Regions from separate parts of the Canis lupus genome. Here region 2 is linked to region 1. The links are chromatin contacts, called in public Hi-C maps. All regions are on one chromosome and are shown on one strand. The core of a region is the stretch at or near the end of the contact, and the rest is flanking DNA. Distances in the headings are between cores, read along the strand shown.

What was found. Hi-C and Micro-C count contacts between places; a contact is called where the count stands out from the background.
Region 2: a Hi-C map of skin fibroblasts shows a contact between it and region 1, with 1.9 times the contacts expected there. The contact joins the promoter of DCTN4 here to the enhancer-like site in region 1. A contact is called at or near these places in 3 of 9 Hi-C or Micro-C datasets (blood and skin fibroblasts).

The regions. Positions count from the first base shown.
Region 1 is chr4:59,290,432-59,296,929 of UU_Cfam_GSD_1.0, reverse strand. SMIM3 (small integral membrane protein 3) reads left to right here. Exons shown (of 4, transcript XM_038535014.1): 4 at 4,386-5,716. The coding sequence starts at 4,397. The coding sequence ends at 4,579. Among named protein-coding and RNA genes, the nearest start is that of SMIM3, 40 kb to the left of the region's middle. Within about 2 kb of position 1,474, at least 3 of the 20 cell types and tissues checked have an H3K27ac peak or open chromatin away from gene starts, as enhancers often do.
Region 2 is chr4:59,335,150-59,341,996 of UU_Cfam_GSD_1.0, reverse strand. It overlaps DCTN4 (dynactin subunit 4), which reads right to left and starts at 4,767. Exons shown (of 13, transcript XM_038535018.1): 1 at 4,591-4,767; 2 at 1,786-1,856. The coding sequence starts at 4,725. It also overlaps a transcript of SMIM3 not described here.

The sequences.
Region 1 (6,498 bases), core at 225-2,724:
TTATCTGGGATAAGGTTGAGTTTGTGATATGAATGTTCTGGGCCCTAGTCTGACATAACCCATTAATCAGAAATAACAAATAATGTATCTGCAAAGCAAATGATAAGCAGCTTGATCTATGGTTATTAATTAGATGTGCCAAGAAACAGGGTTTTATGCACTCACAAGGAACCATGCACCCGGATGCCAGATAGGGGTCAAACAGAAGTCAGCTAGCAGAAGCTTTGAGTCCTGTTTTTTCTCAAGGAAAACTGTCCAGCGTGCCATTAAAGATGCTGAACATATGGTTTATGTAGTTCTTATTTTGGGGACAAAATTTATCTTTCACAGTGGGGAGAGGTGTTCCATGGGAAGGAACAGCCTATCAGAGGACACATGTTTGAAGACTGGGAAGGTTGAAACAAGGAGAGCTCCCTGTGCACTTGGATGTCTGGCCATGTTCATGGCCATCCTTAGAGCCCTGGAACAGTGGTAACTCTGAAACAGCCCTTGGAGAACATCACAACCTGTGGTTTTCTGACTGTGTTTTGAGGAACCCAAGGGGCCAAGGGAAAGCTGAACAGCTGTGCTGTACCAAGCAAATGGGTTGTGCTAAGCAAGGACACTAGAATAATACCTGGGAAAGCTACTTTAGTTTTCTATGTTATAGTTTAGTATTGTGTTTAGTTTGAATTATATGTGTGAAGGGGGTGGACACCCAAATCTCTAGTGCTTAGGGCCTCTAAGGATATTTATCCAGCCTCACTGGCTGGGACCCCAAAGTTCCTCCTTTGGTTCCTCCCTGGCATGCTAGAGCAGCTCTGCTTTTATGTTCCAGGTTTTAAATAATGCCGTGTGCGAAAGAGTACAATCTAGAGTATGGGTTACAGAAAAAGTTTCATTTATTCCTCTACTTGTTCTGTTTTGTGTTGCTTGGGCAAGTGGCTTGATCGGATTTATGTCTTTGAATGATTATTCTGGAAGAAGGTAGGGTTGAAGGTGGGGAAAGACCTCAGTATCTCAGTTTTGCCATCTGTGAAATAAGGCTGGCTGTGGCTTCTGTGATTCGTGATTATGAATGAGCCTCGGAGCCTGAGTTCCTGTAAATGACAGGTTTTCCATATGAAAGTCGGCCAGGGAAATTATTTCTGGCATTTGGAGTCACGGAAACTGTTTGATGTTAATGGGTTTACCAGAAAGGGCTTTCGTGGGGTTCTTTTGGCGCAGGGCAGGCTAGCTGTTGATGTAATCAGGAGACCACAAAGAATGATTTCTGCTGCCTCTGTCCCTTCCCTAACAGTGTACGTCTCCTGTGACTCATGCTTCTGTGTCTTGGAGTTGGAAGTAAGTGACCACATTTTTAAGGCTGAGGCAGGGCCAGCCTGTGCTTCCCCCTCCTCGGCAGGCCCCAGCCTGATAATCCCGGGTCTCCTAGAGAGCCTAGCCAGAGGCTTCTCCTTCATCCTGGACCTTGCCCGGGTCTGACCAGACTGGCTACAGAGCACGTAGGAGTCAGTTCCTAAATCACAGTGCTGGAGAGAGTCATAGCAGTCTTAGAGATCCATCGGTCCAGGGGCCTCCAAGCCTGGCTGCATATTGGGTCCGTATTGGCCTCCTCCTGTCCCCTATTGAGTCTAATTCAATAAGTCTGTAATAGGACCCAGAAATTAATGGTTTTTTAATATTGTCCTAAGGTGGCCCTCCCCCTTGGCACAGTATAGAACATTTGGTGACCACTGATCTAGGGTCATACTTGAATTTTATTCAACTGTTTCCCCCTCAATCCAGTTGACTTAAGAAAATTAAATGTAGAAACACCTGGGTGTCTCAGTGGTTGAGCGTCTGCCTTCTACTCAGGTGGTGATCCCAGAATCCTGGAATTGAGTTCTGCATCAGGCTCCCTGCAGGGAGACTGCTTCTCCCTCTGCCTGTGTCTCTGCCTCTCTCTGTGTGTCTCTCATGAATAAATAAAATCTTAAAAAAAAAAGGAAAATTAAATGTAAGACATGCTCATGTTTAGAAAATTCAAGCAGCATAAAGACATGAAGAATGAAAACCAAAAGCTTCTCCCAGTCTGGCCCCCAGGTAATCACTCTTTGACACTTTCTTTGAAAAGATTCTGCTCATAAATGATTTTACATTTATGTATCGCCACCTATCTGTCTACTTAATTCTACAAAATCTGAGCCAGAGGAATAATCCTGTACACATTATTCTGTACTGTACTTTTTTTTTCCCACTTAAGATATTCAGAACACCACCATAGATCATTATTCTTTTTAATACTTACTATTAAAGAAGTTAATATTTGTAACACGCTTGCAACAATGCATGGTGAGTAGCACGCACTGTATGTTTGTTAAATGAGCAAATGCAGGCTGCTGCATGTTACACCAATATACAGATATACTCTATCTTACTATTATGGACATTTGTTGTGTTGGTTGCTATAACAAATGATGCAGAAATGAATATCTCTGTGTGTACATCCCAAAGGGGACTTTGCCTTGGAAATGGCAATCAGCACCTTCCTTAGCAGGGCAACAGTGGGCACGGAGTCAAAGGCATTGGGAAGAAAAAGTTACTAATTAGGAAAAAGTAAGAAATTGAATTGGGATTGGAAATTTTGTCTGGGACCTAGATCTAGAAATCTAGATCTCAGATCTAGAAGGAACCACAGGAGAGTGTTTGTCCTAGTCTTGTGACCTCTGGGGAGGGAATATATTGTCTATGGGTCCCAAGTTGTACACTGAGCCCTGGGGAGCCTCAGTGAACTCTTTGGGAAAGTGTGTGAATGGGGGCTGCAGGATCTTTAAAATGTTTGACAGGGATGATATTTGACATCCCCCAGACACTGTGCAAACTCCGAGCTCAAGAAAGTTGACAGTTTAATGTTCGCCTTACTACATTCCCTTTGGCGATGTTCTGTTTCACGAAGCCCAGTTTTTGGTGGTTGCCATGATACAGCAAGCAGTGAGCACAAACGGGAGCGTGGGACGGGCGGTGGGTGGTGGTATTGTTGACTCTGACTCCAGAGTCTGAGAAGTCGTACAGTGCCGAACCATTGCCCACACCCCATTGGTAAGTGACTGGTGAGGAGTGAAGGAAAGTGTTTTCTTCTTTCAATTTGTGTGTATGATGTCTCCCCCCCCCCCCCCCCCAACAGCTACTAGTCTGTTAGGACATAAATGCTAATTGAGTTGTTTGAAGCTAACTATGTAATCATTGAAACTGCTAGATATTTCTTTGGGCCCGCAGAGCTGTGAAAAAATTACTGAGACACGAAGGGTGCCGTGAATTGAAAAAGTTAGGGAATAACTGATTTCCATCTTATTCATCAGAACTCTTTTAGCTGTTGAGTGAGAGAAGCCAAACTGACTCAGGCTTAAAAGCAGGAAATTATTCACTTCTGTGTCTGGGGTGGCTGGGATTGCAGATGGCGTCAGACTGCATGGGGTTCGGGTCCTGAAAGCTCCATTTCTCTTTTCATCTCTAAGATGGGCTATCTAAGCGTGGGTGAGACAGCTCCCCTGCCTATCCTTTCCAGACTCACATCCTCTTGGTTTAGCAGAGCCCAGCAGAAGGAATCCTCTTTCCCAATAGCTTGTGCATAAGAGCCCTGGGAGGACTTTGGCTGACCTGGCCTAGGTCACTTGCCCAGCCCTGAATGGAGGCTATGGAGATTTGTGATGGCCAAGCCTAGGTGCCATATCTACCTCTGTGCTCAGGTGAGCACCCTCACTAAACCACATGGTAGGTTCTCCACAGAAAAAGCAGGTTTTGTTACCAGGAGAATGGGAGAAGGGACACAGGACCAAAACCAGTTGATTTTCCATTTTAACAGATGAGGGGCCAGACTGGTAATGTGATAATTTACAAATTAAACATGGTGGCTCTGGAGTCCCACCCACCTGGCTTCACTTCCTTGGGCACATTTACTACATCTACATCTGTGAAGGCTTTAGAGTCTCCATCTATAAAATGGAAATAATTGAAGATAAAATCCAATATATAAAAGAAGGCTGGGGCACCTGAGTGGGTCAGTCAGTACAGCGTCTGCCTTCAGCTCAGGTCATGATCCTGTGGTCCTGGGATCGAGTCCCTCCTAGGCTCTCTGCTCAGCAGAGTCTGCTTCTGCTTCTCCTTCTCCCTCTGCCCTTCCCCCCTGCTTGTGGTCTCTCTCAAATAAATAAATAAAATCTTAAAAAAAAAAAGTAATAAAAAAGCTGACAGTCATAGTCTCCACCTCATGGAGCTGGTGGTGGGGCTTAGCACACTACCCCCCTGGGTAAGTGAGCCCATTATTGGTCAGGTAACCTTAAGAGCACCCAGCTGGTAAATGACCCAAGCCTCTGAGTCCGGGAGAGGGTACAGAATAGTGACTTCCTCTCTCCTGTCTGTCACAGAGTGAAGCAGCATGGATGCCGTCAGCCAGGTCCCCATGGAAGCCGCACTCCCCAAGCACATCCTGGATATCTGGGTCATTGTCCTCATCATCCTGGCCACCATTGTCATCATGACCTCCTTGTTGCTGTGCCCAGCCACCGCGGTCATTATCTATCGCATGCGGACTCATCCTGTCCTCAACGGGGCTGTCTGAAATCAGTGTCCCAAGAGGGGCCGGGGAGAAACATGGATAGTATCTCCTCCCCCAGCCTCTTCCTTCTCAGAAAAGCAGCAGGAGGGGCTTTGGAGTGTGGACTCTGGAGCTTGATGTGTGAGAGGAGACCGGAGTTCTTGTTTGGATTTTGCCACCGGCCAGCTGTGTGAGCTGGGTCAAGGGACCTAACTCTGTGGGTTCCAGGTTCCTTATCTTCTAAATGGGGATCATGGTCCTGCCCTTCCTACCTCAGAGGGTTGTAAGAACCAATGCCTTGGGTGGAGGTTAAAGCTGTTTGTGGCGATGAATGGTAAAGCCACCACAGGGTTATAATTGCTGACAATGGCCTTCAGGGTGGTGATGAAGACACTGGGGGCAGAGCAGCCTTTGCCAGTGCCCCTCAGGTCGAACCAAGCAAAGACACCCTGTCTGCATTCCAAGGGGCCAGTAGTGCTTTGGCTCAAAGTCATTTTCTTTGTGGTGCCACTCCCTCAAGTTACCTAATTTGGAGGGAACTGAGTGTGGCAGGAGGAGGGAGATGGGTGGAACTTCCTAGGACCTTCCTGTGCCAGAATGTCTACCCCTGTAACAGTCTAGAGGACGGCACTGCCATTTCTTGGCAAGGCTGAAGGACCTGGGGTGATGGGCTTCTTTCTGCATTGGAGTCTCCTCACTTTGACACTCAAGCTATGTGTCACAACACAGGGTGGCTGAGTTCCCCGGATGGCTTTCAGGATCTCCAGCCCCCACCAACTTGTGTGTCTCACACTCAAGAAGCTGTGTCCCCTCACCCCAGCACCTGCTCTAACCAGCTACGTGGTGTCAAGTGTACGCCCTTCATCCCCTCCCACCAGCACTGCAGCCAGTCTAAGCTACAGATTTTAAGAGATGTTCCCAGGACTTTTGGAACTCACTCAAGACAGCGATGGTTATTTTAGATGCTATGATCTATATTTATAGAGAGATTCCTGGACCACTCAAGCTCTTTGACCAAAATCAGGAACATCTTGGGATTTATTAAATTATGTAAGAAGATATAGCACAGATATCAGAATATTGTGTGGAAGTGAGGCTGTTACTTTGGTCTGATTTCATTGATGTATGCGACCAGTTTCCAATAAAGTGCTAGAATGACCATGTCTGAGGTTTTTCTTTAGCGAGCACTTATAATAAGCTCAGGAACTTGGGTAAAAGGATTCCACTGAATTTATGGGCCTTAGAGACAGTTTGAATGTAAGAACTGAAAGGGAAAGAGAGGAATCCAGTTGACTTCCAAGGTTCCAGCTTTGGCAAGTGGGTATTTGTGGTTTACTTAGACATAGGATGCAAGGAGAAAAACAAATTTGGTGGGTAAGTGATGAATTTGGTGGCAGACACATCGTGTTTGAGGTGCTCGTGATCTTCAGGCGGACACTTTCACGATGCAACTGGAAACCTAGGTCTGTTCTTTGGGATAGATTTTATGGCTGGAGTTACGCTTTGGGGGATTATCTGCATATGGTAGCTACGCCACGCAAGGGGACAGGACCACCCAGGCAGCGTACACGGACCGGGGGCAGAGCTAAATGCAGAACTTGGCAGACACTACATAGGAGCGGAAGGGGGGCGGGGGAAAGATAAAGCAAGGAGATTGAAAAGATCATGTGCTTAGAGGTGCTATGAGGGGGATGACATCTTATCGTGTGGGTTGAGGAATGAGTCAGAGGTAAGGAGGTGGAGACAGAATGGACAACTCTCCAGGAATAGGGCTGTACAGAGGTAAGGGAGGAGGGTTTGGGAAGAATGGTCAAGGGGAATAACTTTATGTGATAAGATTTGGATTGGTTTGCTCAGCATCTATCCCAATCTTTGCTTTGCTTTTCCCTTTTCCCTATGCCTTCCTAGGTGACAGAGGCTAGCAAGTGAAAACCTACATTAAA
Region 2 (6,847 bases), core at 3,518-6,017, 42 kb before region 1:
CCTTCAGGGGCCCCTGTGCTTTGTTGCTTACAACTTCCTCACTATCTGAAATTATCAAGATTTCACTTCCAGTCCTGGACTTGCTCTGAAGCTCTGTTCCACAACTCTATCTGTGATACTTTGCCATCTGGATAACATCCTCATATGAGGATAATAATGGTATCCACCCACTGTTCACTGATATTTTGAGGATTAAATGATAAAATTAGTGTGTGAACAACATAAAAAAAAAAGTGTCTGGCTTATCAGGAGGTAATTATCAGGTTCAGGAAAGATAAGTCATAGTGGTTCACATCCACAGAGGCTTAAGGGTATGATGGTAGAAAGGACTTCCATGCTAAGCTAAAAATCCAGTGGGTATGAGCACACCTACTACCCAAATCTTGTTTTTTATTAATACCATTTTTCAATAAAAGGAACCAGGGCTACTTGGAGAAATTGCAAGACTGAAGCAGAGTCCTGGGATGAGACTGGAGTATCTTGTAGGACAGAAAAGTAAGGAAATGCTCCAAGAATGAATAACCCCGGCCCCCCACCATGCAATGATGGCAGTATGTCAAAGGTATACAGGAGTCTACTAAAAGAGCTCCCAATGGCCAAAGCTGGAACAATCTAAGCAAAAAAATAAAGTGGTACTGGATTATATCCTAATGCATAAAATCAATATTCATGCTTTAAATAAATAATTAAACAGGAGAGAAGAGAGAAAAACCTGCCATTCAAAAGAATTCCAAATAACTTATGCAGAGAACCCTCATGGAGGGGGTGCCTAACTCCCAACTATTTAAGTGTCAGCTGTAAGTGTGATTTTTCCCTCCAAAGAGTACAGTATAAAAAAGGAGAAAAAAGAATGACCCTATATCAGAGAAACCTGACAAACAAGAGTTCAAGCCAGGTCATCAAAATTAACATAAACAGTGATAAGTTCTATTAATAGTATGTACCCTCGGTGGATGCAATGAAAGATGTACTTTACCTCTGTTGTCTTCCTCCCCAAAACATATTTCCCCAGCTGATGAGAAAAACATCAGATAAATTCCAATCAAGGGACATTCTACAAAATATCTTACCAGTACTCCTCAGAACTTTTAAGGTCCTCAAAACAAAGGAAAGCTTAAGAAAATGAAACAGCAAGAGAAGCCTAAGGAGACATGACTATTAAATATAAAGTGTGTATCCTAAATAGAATCCTGGAACAGAAAAAGGAAAACAGGGAAAAACTGAGGAAATCTGAATAAAACGAAGTGTTTAATAATAAAGTATCAATGTTGTTCATTAACTGAGGCAAATATACTATACTAATGTAAGACGTTACTAGGAGAGACTGTGTATGAAGTGCACAGAACTCTCTGTACCATCTTCACCTTAATTCTTAAGTTTAAAGCTGTTCTAAAATAGAAAACTAATTTAAAAAATCAAAGGACACTTCATCTTTGGCAAAGGTGATGCTAAAAAGTGAAAACCAGCTAGTTAGAAAAGAGAGTTAATTCCATGTATTTTCTTACTAGCTATTAAAAAAAAAAAACAGTTGAGAAAACAGAAAAAAATGGATCACAGTCTTACCTATTCTTTTTTATTTATTTTTTATTTTTTAAAGGTGCTTTTTTAAGAATCTTTTTTATTTATTTATTCAGAGAGAGAGAGAAAGAGAAAGAGAGAAAAGCAGAGGAAGAAGCAGGCTCCATGCAGGAAGCCCGATGTGGGACTCGATCCCAGGTCTCCAGGATCACACCCAGGCTGCTGCAGGCGGCGCTAAACCGCTGCGCCACCGGGGCTGCCCCTTACCTATTCTTTTTTAGTTTGGCTTCAGCTGATGGCATATTTTCTAAGCAGCTGGGACAATAATGGGAGTCCACCTAGAAAGAAACAAGAAACTAAAAATCAGAGGAAAAGGCACTCAGTCTAGCTTGTATATACATTTATGCCAAATAGTGAATTCTAAAATATACTGCAGCAGAAAGTGAGAAACCAATGATATGCCAAAGAACCTAGACTGTTTACAGCTTATTCTTCAACCATGTTTTTTCTTATCCTCTAGATTTTCTAAAACCATTCCATTTTTCCTTTCTGATCTTTCCTGTTCCCTTTCATCAGGGTTTTATGTAATACATGTGTTAAAAGGTGTCTATGGAAAAGAAGAACTCTATGATAATTTAGCGTAACAGAGTAATAAAAAATATAATAACCTACTTTGTGAAGCTGTGATCAAATATCCTTCCATCCTTTTTAGTGTTTAGCTTTAATGGACTGTAAGAACTTGACCACACTTAAATTGTTAAGAGAGACTTAAAAAAGTTATCTTTTTTTTTTTTAATTTTTATTTATTTATGATAGTCACAGAGAGAGAGAAGCGCAGAGACACAGGCAGAGGGAGAAGCAGGCTCCATGCACCGGGAGCCCGACGTGGGATTCGATCCCGGGTCTCCAGGATCGCGCCCTGGGCCAAAGGCAGGCGCCAAACCGCTGCGCCACCCAGGGATCCCTTAAAAAAGTTATCTTATTACTAAAGTATTACAGGTTCACAAAAGCATAAATTAACATTTACAAAACCAGCTTTAGACAACTGATTAGAGATTTTTAAATGGCAAATTAAACTACTAAACTAGCAAGATAGCCTTATTGTGTTTAACTGAAAAACAGCAGAAAATTAAATTTACTGTATTTTTTAAGATCTGAATAATTATTTTCTTTAATGTAGGTAGATCCTATTGGACAATTCTAGAACTCTAATCACCTACAGATATAAAGACAGATTTGAATATAAATACTATGATAAAAACAGGCTTCTTTTTTCATCATCTGCTCTACATAAGACCACCTTTGAAAGAATAGTTTCTGCTCAAATTATCTCCAGGAACATAAAATACAGTTTTGGCTAATATGTGCACTCACTCATCATAAAAGGCAAACAATAATTTGTTCCTTCTTGTGGCTCCTTTCAAATTACGGGTGTCCCTTCAAGTGCAGCTCTAATCCCAGGTTCTTGGTTAGAACTTTCTGGACTCCTCCAGCCCTCACTAGTCTCATCCTTCCCGAAACTCTAAATGGCCTCCACTTCATAGGTGGAGGTACCCATGAGTCTGTGAAAGACGCAGTAAGACAGAATGTCCTAGCTCAAGATATCCTTGGAAATCATGGAGGCTGAGCTCTCCCATGACCACCAAGTGGGAATCTAATCCAATAAACTCTGGAGGTGGAGGTGGAGGTGGAGCCTGAACAGGAAAAGCATGTAAAAGACAAAGGACCTGCTAAAGAGATACGGAGAAAGCACAAATGAAAAAAATACAAGAGATGTCATGTACATGATATGGCATTGATTTTTCTCTTGTATTATTTAACTGCTTTCTGTGACTATTATTTTTTGTGACTATTCTTAATATGATGAAAAATATACCAAATAAAACTATTAATGATAATGTGTAAAATGGCAGATAGCATAGGGCACGTATTCATACGCATTTTTAACAGACTGGGGATCTTCAGTGAAGTTCTCTGAATCATGTTTCAAATCCTGATTTGAAAGGCTGAGGAGTTTCAAATCCTGGTCCTCCCTGTCACCTCCAAATTTTTGGCTGTGATCTAGGTCAAACATTGCATCTGTTACCTTAACTATAAAGTTGTGTGTGTGTGTGTGTGTGTGTGTGTGTGTGTGTGTTTAAGGTATCCATTCTGTTGGGCTCTGGGATGATTAAAGGAGTTTACATAAACCCATGGCATATACAAAGTACTGAATAAGCAGTAACTGTTCCCAGCAGCTTTTTCTTAACTAGACTGTGAGTCACTCAACAACAGGATTTATGTCTTCACTCGTCGTTTAATCCCCAAAGCTTACTGAATGAACAAGTTGTACCAAGTGCTGCAGAAGTTTGAGGATTTCGTTATTTGGTACACACACACACACACATATATAATTAAAAAAAAAATAGGGTGGAGTGCTTTACGAGTCCTGAGCAATCCCACTTCCAACGCCCAGTTGTGCCTGAGGACAGCACCATACCCTCTGGAGAAACGCCATGAGCTTCTTACACGACACACCTTATTCTAAGCACTTTTCGCTCAACTCGCCGCAGCCCAACCTCTTCCCTGCTGCAGGCCTTGGCCTGAGCCGGAAAACAGAGCCCGGAAGGCCCTTTCTGGCCAAAGTAAGGGCAGAACTTCCAGGATGGAAGAAGCGTGAATGAGACTGCCTGCGGGCTCCACCCTACAGACAGTCGTGGAAAGACGGTACGTCGCCCCTCAGGTGGGCCCCAGTCAACACCCCCACAGCTTCCTCCCCAACCCACCCAATTACCAGACCCCCCACCCCCACCCCCACCCCCCAGGAGACAGCCAGGGCCCCAAAGTCAGGTTTGTCCAATCAGAGGGCGCCCTAGAACCAAAAGATCCGCTCAGCCCCACCCAAGGCCTCTCCTTCTTTCCAAATGACAAATTAGAAGGCAAGTTAAATCGCAAGCAAATCTGAGTGACGGAAGACACAGCCAATCGGCAAGCTAGGAAAATGACTACCCGCCAGTCGCGGTGACTAGGACGAACCCTGCCCCCCTCCCCCCAACACAGACACACTCGGCACGGGACGACCGACCGCATTACCTCGTGAGACACACATTCCAGCGACCGCAGTTCGCTACAATAGCGGCAGAAGTACAGCTGCGACAGCGGGGCCCGGACCTTCTTCTCTCCCTGGACGAGGTAGAGCACCCTCTCTGATTGCAGCAAGGACGCCATCTTGGAGGGGGAGGAGCCGACGACGCGCTCGCCGCGTCACGTGACCCGAGAGCCTGCGTTTCTCTCGCCGCCTTTCCTACGTCTTTCGTCCGACGCTTTGCGTCAAGCTTCCGACCGCGGGGGCGCGGGGCGCGGGGCGGAAGCCGGTGCGCGTGCGCGGCCGGGCATCCGCGGTTTCTCCCCAGCGCTGCGGTGAACTTTTGCTCCCTGGACGGGAAGTCCGACCTTTCTGTGGTTAAGCACGCAGTCAACTGATCGAACACAGACAGGCCGGTGCTCTCCTTTTTCCTTATTTCTCCCCCAAAAGAAAGGCTGCTCTTTTGTTCTATTTACAGCTGCCCCTCCTGCCCTCGCCTTCCAGGCCAACCTTCGGAAGGCGGAGGGAGGGTCTCGGGGACAGAGTCCTCTGGGACTGGAAAGTTAGGAGTCGCGCCAGCAATTTCTCTGGACTGCCTTGTCACTGACCTGTAGGAGGTCTGCACAGGCGTTATCTCGTTTCAGATTTCTTAGACTGTGAGTTCCTGCACATCGAAGCCGTGTCTCATTCATTTCCCGGTTTCGAGTACTTAAAATTAGACTAAGTCTATATTATGAGCGTTGGGTAAGTTATTGATTAACGGAGGAATTAAGTCCATGAGTGAACGATGTTGCTAGGTGTCATTTACCTTTTTTTTTTTTTCCTAAAGATTTACTTATTCACGAGAGACACAGAGACAGAGAGAGAGGCAGAGGGAGAAGCAGGCTCCACGCAGGGAGCCCGACGTGGGACTCGATCCCGGGTCTCCAGGATCACGGCCTGGGCGGAAGGCGGCGCTAAACCGCTGAGCCACCAGGGCTGCCCCCTTTTATTCGAATGCATACACTTTGGGACGCCTGGGTGGCTCAGCGGTTGAGCATCTTCCTTTGGCTCAGAGCGTGATCCCGCATCTGGCTCCCCGCTCAGTGGGGAGCCTGCTTGTCCCTCAGCCTCTCCCTCTGTGTCTCTCTCTCTGAATCTCTCATGAATAAATAAAATCTTTTTTAAAAAGCTTAAATATGTAAAATGACCACTTAGGACCCGCCTCTCTCGTGAATAAATAAATAAATAAATAAATAAATAATCTTTAGAAAAGGCTTAAATGTGTAAAATGACCCCTCAGGACCCGCCTAGCAGGGGCGGGAGCCTAGCAGGTGCCTGCCACCAGTTCTGTGCTCTTCTCATCCTACTAATGTATTATTTACCTGCCTGATATTGGAGTTGGTGACTGAGAAGAAAATGGAACTGAATGTTAATATTAGCTAACATCTATTGAATACTCATCGAGGGCAATAAGCTGTGACAAAACCTTATGTACACTGTCTCATTTAATTTCAACAAAAAACCCCGAAAGGTAAGTACTGTCATTTCTGTTTTGCAGCCCTGGGAAACTGAGGCTCAGAGAGTTTCAATGACTCATCTAAGATTTCATAAACAGCGGCAGAACACTGTTCTGACTCCAGAGCTTGCTTGCATTATTCCTATGCACGCTGCCTCTAGCATGTTTCCCCCCAGCTTTATTGAGATACAATTGACAACTTAAAATTATATGTATTTAAGGTGTACACCCAGATAATTTGATATACATTGTGAAGTAATGAACTCAAGCTAATTAACATATCCATCACCTCACATGACTCTTTCTTTTTAAGATCTTATTTATCCATGAGAGACTCACAGAGGCAGAGACCTAATGAGAGGAAGAAGCAGGATCCCTGCAGGAAGCCTGATGTAGGACTGGATCCCAGGACCCCAGGATCATGCCCTGTGCTAAAGGCAGAAGCTCAACCACCGAGCCACCCAGGTGCCCCTATTTCTTTCCTTCTTTCTGATGAGAACACTTAAGATCTACCCTCTTAGTAAATTTCAAGAATATACAATATTGTTAACTGTGATCACATTGTTAAATGTTAAATCCCCAGAAGTTATTCATTTTGCATAACTGAAATTTTGTACCCCTTGATGAACCAGTCTTCATTTCCTCTTCCCGCAGCCCTTGGCAACAACCACTCTCTCCACTTCTATGAGTTTGTCTGCTTTAAAATCCATATATAAATGAAATAATGCAATATTTTATCTTTCTGGGTCTGACTTATTTCACTTAAC